Linked DNA regions of Mus musculus: region 2 is linked to region 1. The links are chromatin contacts, called in public HiChIP or PLAC-seq maps. All regions are on one chromosome and are shown on one strand. Each heading gives the region's core, a stretch centred on a gene start, on an enhancer-like site or on the middle of the called end of the contact. The rest is flanking DNA. Distances are from core to core; before and after follow the strand shown. Region 1 holds the start of Lum (lumican). Region 2 holds the start of Poc1b (POC1 centriolar protein B).

What was found. HiChIP or PLAC-seq counts read pairs in DNA pulled down with a chosen protein or histone mark.
Region 2: an H3K4me3 HiChIP or PLAC-seq map of stem cell-derived neural progenitor cells shows a contact between it and region 1, with 5 times the contacts expected there. The contact joins the promoter of Poc1b here to the promoter of Lum in region 1. A contact is called at or near these places in 1 of 39 promoter capture datasets (embryonic stem cells) and 3 of 115 datasets of contacts at active chromatin or transcription factors (embryonic forebrain, large pre-B cells and stem cell-derived neural progenitor cells).

Annotation. Positions count from the first base shown.
Region 1 is chr10:97,563,380-97,568,209 of GRCm38.p6, reverse strand. Lum (lumican) reads right to left here and starts at 2,709. Exons shown (of 3, transcript NM_008524.2): 1 at 2,325-2,709.
Region 2 is chr10:99,105,122-99,109,951 of GRCm38.p6, reverse strand. It overlaps Poc1b (POC1 centriolar protein B), which reads right to left and starts at 2,870. Exons shown (of 12, transcript NM_027740.7): 1 at 2,729-2,870; 2 at 2,076-2,160. The coding sequence starts at 2,743. It overlaps Galnt4 (polypeptide N-acetylgalactosaminyltransferase 4), which reads right to left and starts at 1,817. Exons shown (of 1, transcript NM_015737.4): 1 at 1-1,817. The coding sequence starts at 1,537.

The DNA of each region.
Region 1 (4,830 bases), core at 1,460-3,959:
AAAACGAATCATTACAGCATAATATAATTTCAAGGGGAAAAAAAGTTCAATTTTCATTAAATTCATTAACAAAGTGCGTTTTTTTTTTTTCATTTCATTTTCAGTGCCTCCAAAATAGTGTCTTCACTGCCCTTTGAAACTTTCTATTTAAGTATAAGGAGAAGGCTGCCGGGAAGGGGAGGGTGTGTGTGTGTGGGGGGGGGGGGGGGCGTGTTGTTCACACCTTTGGGTGGAAACAGGTTTCAGGTGTGTACGCATGCGCCCCCTTGTGGTCTGGCTTCCAAATTTTTAGGCCCTGTCTTCTGATACTTCCTTAATCGATATATCAGTCAGGGTATTTCCTGGTGGCACCATCTCACACAATGTGAGAAACCCTATTTAAGAATATCCCCTAATCCAGAAGAAAGGACACTTAGAAGACAACAGGAAATTCCTCCGTATATTCTGCCATCAACATCATTAAAATGTCTCATTAGAGAGATCCTAAGTGGGTGCAGGGGCAATCTGTGGTTTTGCCCTGAGGCAAACTGCTCTTGCTGCTTGTGAGGTAGAAGAGGCAATAAGCGCATTCCTTTCAAGGGGCCTTGTTATTGTTGTGGATTCTGGGGAAAGGGGGTTGAATTCTTAGATGGATGTTTACATTATTTGCAGCTTAACATCCCCTGCTTTAAAATCCATTGGAAGCTGTATCTGAAGCTAGTATTTAGTAAATTAATTTTAGAAGAACAAATATTTACCCAACAGGGAAACGTCAGACAGTGTTGGCTTTTATATCCAAACCAAAAAGGATACCAATTATACGAAAATAACCTTCTCTCCAACTTTAAAAGCTAAGTCCTTCTCCATTTTAAATCATGAGTTCATCTTCTTTGTGCCAACTGTAAGGTAACATGATTTGCTAATGCAGATTTTAGTGCCTTCAGAAAGTGGAGGCAGGAGAAGGCAGGGAATAAAAGACAAAACAAAAATAAAATAATAGTGATGTTGGCTTCATGAAATGTGTGCTGAGAGTGTAAGTTCAAAAAATTTCCTGGTAGTTATTTTCACATAACATATTTCTAAGATGAGATTCAACAATGATTCGAAATTCAGAGAAAAGCTAGCCATTTGCATAAAAGAAGGCTAGAACTTAAGAGTTGGGAATCACAGAATGCATTGTAAGAAAGCCCATGTTCCTGTGAGTGAAACAACATGAAGAGAATCCACATTCAATTACACCCTGCATTGCATGATATTTCATGCAAATAATATGAGACAAGCATTTGCATCAGGTAATTTGGAGGAAGTAGAAGTTGGGAGACCATGCATTTTAAATATATATGCTTTGCTTTAGCTTAGAATCATGACAGACTTCAGGAAAAGAAACATTGAAAAAGATTTTATGAAAGATACACTTGAAATTCTAACCTCAGATACAGTCACAATGCTAATAAATTATGCCCTTGCCCATGATTCTGATGGGAATTTTTAATTGAATAGTTAGGATTTGCCCTGCCTAGCACTAGGAACACAGTAACAGTACATAATCACATAAATGAATCTGTTGATTCATTTAAGTTTTGACTTTTTAAATGGAATATGCATACTAACAAAAATTTATTCCACAGTTTTGGCAAAGTAAAACTTAACAGTCTGAAATCAAAGCAACCTTGTGAACATACAATGCCTCCTCTGTGAGGGTAAGTCATACATTCGGCCCCTACTTTTTTAAATACCTCTGGTCATGAAAGAAATGCTTTTCTGCAAAAATGTAAATTGTTTCCCAGAAACTTTTAAAAACATGTACCTTAAGGTGTATATCCAAAACCACAGATCTTTAAAATGAGCAAAACACGGAGAAGTGATCCACACAAGTAACTGAGTCCTCCTGCTAACATTTTATAACCCAGAATGTTTATTGCGACCTGTAACAACATATTTTATTGCAAAACCCCTTGACTGCTGCTGGTGGTAGTGGCCTTTTTCTGTCTCAATACTAGATTTCAACATTATAACAATATGTAGCTAATTAGCATAGATAACATTTTAATTTCTGTACGTTTTTGAGTGTCTAACTTTTTTTTTTTTTTTCATTGCAACCTTGGAACGTTTTAAATTTCCCTTGCCAATCAGTCTGGCATACAGAGTGAAATTAATCCAATAGTGATGGAAAGTATAATAGGTAAAATGTGAAAATAAATGTTCAAAACTGTCATTGAATAGCAAATTGGCAAAATTCCTCTAGATCTTTTTTTTTCCTGTTCCTGTTAAAATTAAACACTGTCCCCAAGACTCAGCATCCCCTGGGGTATAGTAAGAAAAAAAAAAAAAAAAAAAGCACTTACCTTACTCTCTTGACACTGTTTCCGTTAATTTCTTAAACAGGCACACTGTGAACAAGAATCCACTAACATATGCTGTGAACTCTGTCAGGGTGGGACTGGCTGCCAGAGTCTCAGTGATACAAGAGCTGAGGAGCGTGGGGGGTGGGGGGGGGGGACCAGCCCAATCACGCCAGCCTCTGGATGAAGTTATGTCACTGTGGGCTCTTGTGGTGTTGCCTCTGAGCAAGCTTCTCTCTAACGAAGTGCAGGTGGACAAAACAGACCCTTCCACTCTGGAATCGGGGTTGGGGGAAGAGAGAGAGACAGAGAGAGAAGTACTTTACTGGATTAAACCCCTAAGAATCGAGCTTGCTACAAATGAGGCAGTTCGGTGTGAGAGGGTTTCTGCTGCAAACTTCTGAACTTCTGCATGTGTGGTGGCGGTGAACTGTGATCTGCTCAGCCAAGTCTTGTGCTCCTGTAAAGACCTCATAAATCACAAACAGAGCAAAGAATCTCAGGAAAATGCAAATGAGCACACGCAAAGGAACTGAGTCTTTTTTTTTTTTTTTTTTTTTTTTTGGCCACCCCTCTTGGATTACTTATTTGATTCACTTGGGTTAGCTTGCTCTTTGTCCTAAGGATGCATTCATTTCTGTACTGTGAGCAGCGCTTCATATACACGTTGAGACAACTGATAGGGTGAATGTCTTCTTTAGCTTGTCATGTTGAGGAAACTCTTTCTCATGTTCTTCAGATCTGGAACCACTCAGCCAAGGTCTGACCTGTTTTTCATTTGTGGATTTCCTCAGGAACTCACTCAAAACCCTACTTGAAGATTATATTCTATACTTTAAAGCCAAAAAAAGCAGAACAAAGATAACATAAATATATCCTAAAAATATCACAAGTCACTAATCTTTTTCATTCTGTTACCAGACTATTCTGACTTTTTTTCCAAGGTGGAAGGCACCCAAAGTTGTGGTCTGTCCAAAGGCCTGGCTTGATAGAGTGTTCTAACTCACTTTCTGGTATGTAATGTAGCAAATGAGTAATTTATTCAAGCCCTTATTGCTTTAATTACTTGAGAAGATTATATATATTTATAGGGTATATTTTTATTTTAAAATATTCACTTTCTATTTTTTAATTAGATATTTTTAAATTACATTTCAAATGCTATATCAAAAGTTCCCTATATCCTCCCCCAGCCCTGCTCCCCTACCCACCCACTCCCACTTCTTAGCCCTGATGTTCCCCTATACTGGGGCATATAAAGTTTGCAAGACCAAGGGGCCTCTCTTCCCAGTGATGGCCGACTAGGCCATCTTCTGCTACATATGCAGCTAGAGACATGAGCTCTGGGTACTGGTTAGTTCATATTGCTGTTCCTCCTAGAGGGTTCAGACCCCTTCAGCTGCTTGGGTACTTTCTCTAGCTCCTCCATTGTGGGTCCTGTATTCCATCCAATAGATGACTGTGAGCATCCACTTCTGTATTTGCCAGACACTGGCATAGCCTCACAAGAGACAGCTATATCAGGGTCCTTTCAACAAAATTTTGCTGGCATAGGCTATAGTGTCTGCATTTGGTGGCTGATTATGGGATGGATCCCCGAGTGGGGCAGTCTCTGGATGGTCCAGTCTTTCATCTTAGCTCCAAACTTTGCCTCTGTAACTCCTTCCATGGGTGTTTTGTTCCCTATTCTATAAAACTCTTAGAGCAAGCTGTTTCAGTATAGGTTCTACATTTTAGTTATTTTCCTTTAAAGATAGCTTGAGACACAGCTCAGTTGGTACAGCGTAGCATTAATAAAGAAATGGGTTCAATCTCCAGCATCAGATAAACTAGATGTGATAACACACAGAGGTAGGTAATTCCAGTGCTTGAAGGGTAGGGACGGGAAGAGCAGGAATTTAAGTTCATCCTCAACTACATAGTGTATTGAATCCTGCCTGGGATTCATGAGACCCCCATCTCAACATAACAATGTAAATGAAACAAAAATCAGAGTACATATCCAGTGTTTCAAATGTTAATAGTGAGACCTGAGAGGGGTACAAGTCAATAATCATGACCTTATTCACCTGGAAAGTTCACACTAGTATAAATGCCTTACATTCATTGCATATATGGAATTCAAGTTTTAAAAATATGTGAATACATATTTATACAATGTATATATGACATGAGATGTAGGGAAGACCGTTTTTAGAGGAAGGTAGCCAATGGGACTTTTGAAAGACAAAAGATGGTTTTATCCTTGCTTGAAACTGACAGAATCGAAAGATTTTTAAGTGTGATTTATTGTTATAACTATTACTATTAATAAAAATAATTATTATTATTTATAAGAATATTGTGGTGAAAGACCCACAACGTGAGGACTCCCCCACGTTCTGACTCAGGAGAGGCGACACCCCAAAATCACCCACAAGAAACGGGTCTTGCTGCAAATTGCAAGAGGATTTTTATTCAAGAGCGCTCTCGGGCCCATGGTCATACACCACGCAGGGGTAGAGGACCG
Region 2 (4,830 bases), core at 1,621-4,120, 1.5 Mb before region 1:
CATAATCCTTTTGTTGGGGGACCTCTGCACATAATTCAGTCACGGAATTGAATCTGATTTCTTTGTTTGAAGTATATTCAAAGAACTGATTGCCTCCTTGACCGTGGCATCCAAACAACGAAAGATTAGCCCCCGTAGGGTTGTTGTCGGGAGCGTTATAATCTAAGCACTCGGAAGAGATGCCCATGCTGCGGATGGCTCCGTGCCAGCCAGGTCTATCCTCGGGGACGTGTAAGTTAGAGAACACATTTTTCAGATACCAGTCGAAGCTCTTACATTTCAGCCGTTCCCTTAGTAACTTCCTTTCAGAAAGATCGCCATAGGCCTCTTTCCGAGCTGGGGGGTTTCGGTTATAGAAATGCTCTTTGTATTCATCCATCCACACTTCGGCCGCCCGCGCGGTATTCTGTAGGAAGTTGGGGCGAGCATAGGGCGCGCGCTTGGGAAACACGTGGCCCACGTGCGAGCATGGGTGGATCTCCAGCTTGCCGCCACACTGCCAAACCCTGAAAGACAACTCAAGGTTTTCGCCTCCCCAGACTTCCATGCCAGTGTCATAGGTGCCCAGGTACTGAAAATACTTCTTGCTGACAGCAAACAGTCCTCCTGCCATGGTGGGGGACCTGATGGGGTCAATTCTTGACGTTCGCCTGTCCCTTTCATGTTTGGGGACAGAATGCCACTGGAAGGTCAAACGCCAGTCAAACCCACCAATCATGGGCTCCCCGGTCTGCATGTAGAATTCGAAAGTGTTCCAGTCAATAGTGTCGATGACAGGACATACGATTGCGGTTTCGTCTCTACTGATCCTCTCCAAAAGTGGTTCCAACCAACCAGTGTTACACTCACAGTGACAATCCAGGAAAGTGAGGACATCCCCGGTGGCAAAAGTGGCCCCAATTAGACGGGCCCGGACCAGCCCCTCTCTCTTATTGGTTCTAATCAAGCGAACTCTCTCCAGGTTGCTGATGTAAGTTTCAAGTTGCGCCTTCAAATAAATTCTATCACTCAAGTCATCCACCAAGATGATCTCCTTTAAAAGCACAGCTGGAGAAGTTTCTAAAACACTGTGAATGGTCCGAAGCAGAGTGGACCAGGCTTCGTTATAGAAGGCGATGATAACGGAGGTGGTGGGGAGCGACCTGTAGTGGAACTTCTTGGCTTTACACTCATACATTCTTTTATCCTCTATGTGGCGGTGCAGGGAGATCCTGTCACTGAGGTAAATGTTGATGGCATATCTCTCAATAAGTTCTTCTTGCTGCTTCAGTTCCCCCTCGTTGAGCTGGAGTTTGCTTGCTCTCCCCCATTCCCCAAGAGCATGGGAATCTGCAGGGGGCTTTATATAAAGAGGCTGAGACAAATCCTCTTCCCTTGTATCAAGGTCCGGGAGCCGCCTTGGCCCCAGCTCCCTGGCACCGCCGGCTCCTGGAGAGGCATACAAAGTGGAGACTGAGAACTCCACCAGAATATAAGCCAGTGTTAAAAGGGCCAGCAGCAGGCAGCTCTTGCCTGCCCAGGTCCACCTCACGGCCATCCGGATCCTCACGGGTCGTGTGTAGACGCGGCCACCGAGCCAGCACGCGGGGAAAGCGCCGCGGATCCTGAAGCTGGAGTTCCCGGCTCAGGTAGGGGCGAACTTCCGAGAAGGTTCCTCCTTTCATGTAGGCGCTCGGCTCCTTTCCGACACCGGAGTTTCCCAGGGGTCACTTGAGACCCCCTCGCTCCCCGGCCTCTGGTGGTGCTCAACTGGTCGGTCCCCACTTCCTCCTGCTCGTCTCAGAACTTTTCACAAACTCTCCAGCCAATACTCCACCCTCCTCGGGCCGATCACAAACCCCTCCCCTTCCCACTCACTCCTCCTGGTGGTTAGTTCACGAAAGTTGTCTGTCAGGCCGGGACCAGTCGAGTCCTTACCCAGCAAAGACCCAGGGACCCAGAGTGGCCGGGTACATCCCATCGCGCCTGGCTCACTCAGGCAGGGATGGAAGAAAGGCTTTCTGCCAAGTGAGCTTTGGTTACTGTCAGAAAAGGAAAGAAGAAAGAAAGGAAAAACAAAAACAAAAACAACTTACCAATTTGTTTGCAGTTGGGGCTGAAGTCAGCGGAGGTGATGGCAGCTTTGTGACCTTTAAAAGAACGTTCCAGAATCGGATCCTCCTAGGATGGAAAGTTGTTAGGTTTGAAAGCAGGTGCAGAATTCCAGCTCTCGACATCAGACGTCAACGTTGCCTGTCCCCCGGGATCGAAGAGGAGGACCCCGCAGCATCAGCGGGCAGCGAGAGAGGCGTGGGCATTACAACCCGGCTGAGAGGCTCGGGCACTGCCCCAGCTTCCATCCGGAGGGGTCCCCACCATCGGGAGGAACCCCCAGCCCAGGCACCAGGGCGAGCCGCCGAGGGACCCGCCCACCGCACCGAGCTGCAGATGCTCGCCGAAGCCTCCCGCGCTCTTTAAACCTCCCTGGTGATTCTGACGCAGGCGCGCCGCGGGAACCCAGCCGGCGAGTCCCGGAGCCAGCTCCGCCTCAGCCCCGAGCGCCGGGATCTCTCCGGGAGCAGCGCTCACCGCTCAACCCGGGCACGGCGTCCCGCTCCGGGGAGGTGAGCGAGCTGCGGAGCTCCGGGTCTCGGGGCTACCTCCCAGGCCTGCCAGACTCGGCGTGGTTCCCCTCCTCCCGGTCCCGCCGCCCAAGGATGATCGGCTCCGGTAGCGGCGGGGACCTTACCAGGCCGGAGGCCATGCGGGGAGCGGACGGCGCCCGGGGCCTTGGGGGACCAGGGAGGGGTGGGGACGAGGGGGGACCGTGCGGCGCCCGGAACCGTCAGACTGGAGTGCGGGCGCTTCCCGGTCACTACAACAACGGCGGCCCAATCAAAGCCCGCGCTCCAGGCGTGGCCAGACGAGCCCCGAGACGCCGCGCGCGCGCGCGCTGCCGACAGCCGAGAGCCTGGCGGGAGCGCGCCGCGGGGGGTCCGCCGCGCGCGCACACAGCGAGCCCCGCGAGCTTCGGAGGTAGCGGACTACCGGGTTGTTGTCGGGAAGCGGGTTGGGACTTGGAGAGAGAGAGAGATGTGATCGGTGGTGGCGAAGCGGAGGAGAGTCGGTGATCGATGCAATCAGGATTCTATTACACCTTAAAGAGAACGGCGCCCAACTCGGCTACTCCGGAGAGGGGAGCTTGGGTGCACAAGCTAGACAGTAACAGGACGTTGAGCGGGACTAAGTTCCTTGTGTTCAATTACTGGTTTTGCACGTACTATAGATACAAATGCTGGCAGCACATGATGGGTAATATTTTATTCACATGTTCACCCTGTTTTTCTTTATTCAATAGTATTCTATTATCTATTTGATTTATTCTGTTCTCAACCGCTTGTTTGCATATGCCTTATTAAACTCACACACACACCTGAAGTGGTCGGAAGACTTGGAAACTTTAAAGTTTCTAGACCACGTGGTTACAATAACGGTCCCCACTTTAGACTTTTTTTTTTCCCCACACATACTATCATTTGTGCTTCAGCAACAGGGTTTCAAAGCTAGAGAATGTTGTCGGTGGCAGTTTGTACATGGAAGGCCACATTTTGATGCTTCTTCATACCCCTCGACAACAAACAACAGCATTAAACCCTGCCCCGGAGCATAAAAGACTCAGCTGAAAATTACATACGGAACACAACTTCTTGGCAGTGGAATGTCGTGATAAACTGGTAAGGTACATGTTGTGTGTAAATAAAAAGTGTAGTAATTACAGGTTCCCTCGCTGTATTTGCGTTTAGTCTTAACCACTATATAGCAATTATGTAAGTGCAATACCGTATTAGTTTGACACATGGGTGGATGTTAAATATCTGTTATATGTTTGACACCAAGGGCTAAACTTTGTTATAAACAAAACAAACCCCTGAATGCCAACATAGTTCCCTCCCCTCAAGAACTTGGCACTGGGATGTAGCTCAGTTGGAGAGTGCCTAATGAACTAAACCCTTGCTTGTATTCCCAGCGCCCTCATCAACACAACCTGGCATCAGTAACTATAGCCCTGGGGAGGTGGAGGCAGGAGGATCAGAGGCATAAGGTTGTCCTTGGCTATACTGTGAGTTTGATGCCAGTCTAAGCTACATGAACTCTGTTAAGCAAATAAAAAACAGACGACAACCCTGCTGTATTCTACCTTAAGGAGTCTCATGTTTTAGTATAATTGATGCTAGTTGCCAAAGATGCTGATTCAGCATATATGGGGCAGAACCTAGAGCCCTACAGGTATAACAAACTGCTTAGGTTTTGCTATAGGAGTCTTGGCTGTGTACGTGGAAAATGTTGCTCTAATAGAGGAAGGGATGTGTTAAGGGTCTTGCTGTGATGGAGGGCAGTGGTGTAGGTCGGGGATAGAGAATATGGTTAACACAGAAAAACATGGATTTGATCTCCAGCACTCGAACACACAGAGTCAGTCTCCACTTCTCATATGTGTATGAGGCAGAGACAGAATGAAATGAGAATCGGTACCAGCAACCTGTGATTTTGCCATTCTATGTTTCCCTTTTAAAAAAATGTTTAGTTTTGGATGCCAATTAAACATAAAAGTGGTATGGAATTGTGGGAAAAAACAGTACGGCATTTACTCAGAAATGAAATAATTTACTCATGATCCAGCAAGACAGGGACCAAACATCTGTATTCACTAGAGTTTGCAGCCTTAGAAGCAGCAGGCAAAAACGAGAGACAACTAATATCCAGCAAATGAGTGGGTAAATAAAATGTACATAATAGAAATAGCATTTGGCCATAAAAGCAGATGAAATTTTGATACATGCAAGTTATGTG